Linked DNA regions of Hordeum vulgare: region 2 is linked to region 1. A link is a contact called in public Hi-C data. All regions are on one chromosome and are shown on one strand. The core of a region is the stretch at or near the end of the contact, and the rest is flanking DNA. Distances in the headings are between cores, read along the strand shown.

Evidence for each region. A called contact is a pair of places that touch in the nucleus more often than the background predicts.
Region 2: a Hi-C map of leaf shows a contact between it and region 1, with 4 times the contacts expected there. The contact joins the promoter of LOC123395389 here to the promoter of LOC123396371 in region 1. A contact is called at or near these places in 1 of 6 Hi-C or Micro-C datasets (leaf) and 1 of 1 datasets of contacts at active chromatin or transcription factors (embryo).

Annotation. Positions count from the first base shown.
Region 1 is chr5H:409,026,395-409,029,094 of MorexV3_pseudomolecules_assembly, reverse strand. LOC123396371 reads right to left here and starts at 1,324. Exons shown (of 1, transcript XM_045091326.1): 1 at 1-1,324. The coding sequence starts at 977.
Region 2 is chr5H:409,224,288-409,226,987 of MorexV3_pseudomolecules_assembly, reverse strand. LOC123395389 (serine-threonine kinase receptor-associated protein-like) reads right to left here and starts at 1,313. Exons shown (of 7, transcript XM_045090382.1): 1 at 915-1,313. The coding sequence starts at 1,032.

The DNA of each region.
Region 1 (2,700 bases), core at 75-2,574:
AAGAAGTCCGGCGCCGTTCTCATGAACACCAGCTCGTCCCTCTTCTCCTCCACGCCCTCCTTCTCCCGCGTGGCCTCCTCGCTGCCCGCTTCTGCTCCTTTCCTCGCCAGGCCCTTCGCCGGCGCCGACCGGCACCGCATTAGGAGCAGCGCGTTCGGCGGCGGCGGCACGGACGGCGCTTTGGAGCAGTCGTCTCCCGCCTCATTGCTCGGCCGCCCGACTTCTTGATCTAGCCCGTCGTCGTCATTGTCGTCTCCGGCGTCTTGCTCGTGGGGTTCGTCGTGGCTCCTTTCCAACACCATGAGCCACTTGGAGAAGACGCTCGCGGCGGCGCTGCCTGTGCCTCCGACGGCGGAGGATTCGCGTTCGTGCTCCCCCGCATCGTCGTCGTCGTCGTCGTCCGCCAACGAGTCCACCGCGGCGGGGAGCGACGACCCGAAGCACCTCACCTTGTGCCGAAGGCTCCAGAGCGCGCCGCCGAGGAAGGGCAGCGCGTCCCTCCTGATCCCGACGGCCTCTAGCCAGCTCGCCTTCTTCCTCCGCCCCTGAAGCCGCTCGATCTCCTCCGCGACGGTGACCCACCTCCCCGCAGCAGTGCCGCCGTCGACGCCCTTACCGTTCTTCTCCACCACCGGCCTAGGCTTCTTTGGCCGGGCGACCTTGATCTGCCCGGCGCAAGTCACCTTGGGCGACTGCGGCTCGTCGTCCTCGACGGCCTGCTTCGCCTTAGACTTAGAGCCGCGGAACAGCGGGCTACCAGCGCTACCGCGCCCTCCTCCCCCGTGCCGCGTGGAGGGCGCGGCCGGGAGCTGCAGCTGTCTCCGGCGCGCGGCCACCGCCTTGTCCAGGGTCGCCCTGGACGGGCTGCACATCGACTTGGGCATCAGCGCCAGGTGCTGCCGCCCGGGGAAGCAGACGAGCAGGTCGGTCGGCGCCGTCGCCGCTGCTCCCCCGCGCGCCGCCTTGATCCTCTTCATTGCTCCCGCACGCAGCACAGCAGCGGGCGGCCGGCCGGTAGCTTTAGGGGAAGGGGAGGAGGAGGAGGGAGAAGAGGCGCTTTAAAAGAAAAGAAAGCGCGCGGATGGATGGATGGATGGGAAGGCAGCTTTCAGGGCTCGGCTTTGCCTTTGTTGGCACTTGGCACCACTGCAGATTTGTTTGTTTAGCCACTCTGTCTCATTTCTCTCTCTCTCTTTTTCATTGATGTCTCGTTTTCAATCTCCTCCTTTCCAGTCTCTGATGCTGATGCGTCTCTGTTGTTTCTGCATTTCTGCTGCTTAATCTAGTACGTACGTAGGACTGATTGACTGGCCAGGGGCAGTGCAGCAGCCCGACACGGAATATTGCTGCCATGCAGCTTCTGTCTTGGTTTCATGAGAATTCCACTTGTGTTCTTGCCCTGCCCGTGTCACCTAAACGTTTGCAAAATATTCAGGGGAAATGCTATCTGGCGAACTTTCGTCAGGAGCCGGATCCTGACGAACACCCCGAGATCTTACCCCACACCCTCGAGGGCAATTAAACAAATTGTCATGACGAACCAACCTCTAATTGAATGGTTAGAGAAACAATGATACTTTTAGCTTACTAGGGTTTAAAGTTCTGGTGCTTGCATTATTTTTGGATTTATTTTATAATTTTGGTGATGTGTATTCAGTGAGAGGAAAGATTTTCGTCGACGATGAGACACCTATGATGACTTCATAAATCTTAAAATGATATGTCGATTCAGTCTTTTTTTTTGCTTGGTAATATGTGCCTCATTCATATCATAAAAATCAAACTACAAGTCATATAAAAATCGACATGGCAAAACTGAAAAGATAGAAAAACATCTCTGAGTCTGACATCAACATCCGTCACCTGCCTCCGCCACCACCACAGGAGCCATCGAATAACCTTCTCACCCGAGCTCGACGCGGCTCCACGCTGATATGCAACTTTACGGACCTTCAAGGTGGCTCATCAAAAGTGAAGCCCTTGCCGTTGAATGAATTAGACTAGGGCAACACCCCGGACACGCCATCAAACTCCAGATCTGACACCCCATCACGACTAAGACGCCGAAGTAGGAAACCATACCTGCCATCCACGGACCACAAACCCAACACACGTTCCGTCTTCCAGGTGTCGTTGATGCAGACCACAATCTACATCCGCTCCTGGACTACCTCCCAAGCTCCGCGCCGACGCTGGAGCAAACACCGTCGCAACGGCGGAGCCCGAGGACACAGGTCCACCACGATGATGCCGCCGTCGTCACTCATCCTTGCTTGAACAGACTGGTTTCTAAATCCATTCCCAACCATAGGGCCGATGGCCTCATCAGGGAAGGATCCGAATAATCATTATTCAGCGTAGTCATCGCCGCTGTCGAAGCCAAGACGATGAACAATCTAAAAACCTAGACCACAAAAACTTAAAACGATCCACACACGTGGATCCGGCGACCATCCTCACCACCGGCGATCGGGGTAGTCGGCGGAGGAAAGTCGTCGTAGGACAGTCCTGGAAGATTGTCCTCTCCTGGCGGTGGCTATGGTTCCAGCCGCGAGTGGAGAGAGGAAAACACTTTTGTCGATTCAGTCTCTCAGAGATACTTATAAAAATAGGAAATGTGTGTATATTCATAAAGATGAGCGTATGCACGTATGTATGTGTGTGTGTGTATATATATATATATATATATTTATATATATA
Region 2 (2,700 bases), core at 64-2,563, 200 kb before region 1:
TCAATAAAGTAGGTGATCGAAACTAATTCTTTAAATCTGGCATCTAGAATCGTAGACTACCGAGTACACATGTGAGCTTTTGTGTTGTTGGTGGGGAGGGGAGTTGTTGCTTCACAGATATCTTAACTAGCAGTGTGGCCTTAAGACTTGAAAACATACGTACAAATAATTTGAGACGAGTCATGAACTAAGAGGCCACAACTAGAACAAGAGTGACATGATAAGTACATTGAGACGCTTAGTCCCCCAAATCTGACCTACATGGTAAAAACTGCGGTACTGGCAACAAACAAACACCAGATACACTAAATGAAAGCAATAGATATAGAATCACCAGGGTAAGAAACTGTTGAGACCTCCCATGACCATTCCACCCTTCCTATCTCAAATATCTCAAGTTCACATGATTCATGATTGTGGGATGCAGCAGTCAACCTACTTACCAAGATTGCAAAATACTCCCTCCGTCCGGAAATACTTGTCGTAGGAATGGATGTATCCGGTCGGAGGTAGTATTAACTAATTAGGTAACCATAATCCCTACTAGCTTCCACCCTTCCTATCTCAAACATTTCAAGTTCACATGATTAAGGAAAGCAGTAGCCGTCCTACTTATCACCCAAATTACAAACTATAGAATATGAATGCATTGGATAACCTTACCATTCAAATTGGTACAAACCACCTTTAAACTGGACAATCAATGGCACTGAGAGAACTAAATGAAATATTAAATCCCAATAGAACCCACGGCACTGGTCATTAATCGTTCTCCAAAACAGAATTCGTCTCATCACAAGCACAGGAGCGAACGTACCGTCCATTCCATTGTGGCAACAGAATCACACAACTAACTGTTGCCCTCTGCATCGCAAGCTACGGCTGGAGCGGGCGAGGGGGGGTGGATGGCTTACCCTTGCTGGCGCTGATGAGGAAGTAGCCGTCGGGCGTGACGGGGCTGTAGAACAGGTCGACGACCGGCCGCGAGTGGCCGTGGCAGACCAGCGGCACCGCCGCCTTCTTCTTCTCCATCTCAGCCCCTTCGCCCTCTAACCCTAACCCTATCGATCGGCTCCGGCGGCGCGCGATCGGCTCCCAACCCTAGCCCCTACGAACGAACCAAGAGAATGGAATCGAAGCAAAATAAATTGGGGGAAGTCAGATGGGAATTGTGGCGCGGATCGGCGGGGGGCGGATGGGGACGAGATGATCTGGGTCAGTGGGGTAGATTTATACGCGGATTTATTATTTGTTAGCGCAGTGGGTTCGAGCCCGGAGGCCGGCCTAGGGGCACTAGGCGAAAGGGTGGGGAAGAAGGGGCGGAGTGGGGAGGCCTCCTTTATATAGATCACACCAGTAGCGCCGAACTTGCTGGGAGATGCTGTTGCAAATTCGCGGCCACAAGGTGTGTTCACCGTAGTAAATAGCATAAAATTACTATACTTTACGGGTTAGGGTTTTAAAAAACTATCATTTTTTTCTAATAACTACCAAATCGGGATCGGTTGCTTAAAACGAAAAATGTATATTTTGTATCGTTTCTTCGAAACCTCGCTTATGTTTCACTTCCCTTCACCAACCTCAGAGGGTACTACGGGCTTAGACTTTTCAAGATATCCATAACTAAACTAAAGAAAATAGCGAAAATCATAAGAGAAGCAGGGGGTTTATATACAACCGGGGCAAAGTGGTTTATGATTGAATCTCAGAGGCATTCTTATCATTTGGTAGATCCAAGTCCATGGCCTATTTCGGGTTCACTCGGAGCTTTGGCAACCACCGTAGGAGGTGTGATGTACATGCACTCATTTCAAGGGTCAAGTGTTTAAAAAAGAGGTGACCCGAATGATTTCAATGAATTGCTATTTGATCAGATTGGAACAATTGGATTCGAAAGGAAAGAAAGACTGTGAACGAAGAGGGCCGCCCATGATCGATTGGATTCGACAAATAAAGTAGAGGGCCCGAATCCAAAACATTAAGTGCTTTTAAAATTAATCCTGATTGTGATAGTTGGGGCCGCGTGTAAAAGAAGTGTTCGGTTGACTGTTTGTTTGACCGTTAACTCGTCCTTTAAAACTTGAAAAACTCAATCAGGTCTTTGTAAATTTTCTAAAAAAAGCAATTGGGTCCCTCCTGTCCCATGCTTAGAACGAGAGGAGCTGCATCGCCCCGCCCGAGGAACGGAGCCACCAGCTAGCCGGCGACCAGGTCGCGGGTGAGGCGGATGGAGGCGTCTCAGCCGTCGCGTTCCTCGATAAAAGGCGGGGCTTCTCCAGGCGGATGGAGGCGGCTTAGAATGAGAGGAGTTGCGTTGCCCTCGCCCGAGGAACAGTGTCGGCAACCAGGTTGCGGGGTAGGTGGAGCTCCTTGCGAGCCGACGGGCAGGCATTCCTCGGCGAAAGGCTTCTCCACGCGGAGCTCCTTGCCGGCTGCTTCCGCTTCTCTTGCCCTGCGCGGCTCACGACAGCCCGTGCTCCCAAGCGTGGCGGCCCGAGCCCCTGGCCATGGTGGGTGGTGAAGGTGGCCGTCGTGAGTGGTGGAGATGCTCGAGCTCCGGCCTTTGTCGGGAGAAGCAGATGGAGAAGAAAAGAGAGAGAGGGGAGAAGAAAATGTAAGAGGAAGAAGATACATCTTAAATGTGGGTCCACAATAAGTTAACGGTCAACGGTCAACAAACGGATTGTCTAGGAGCGGGCC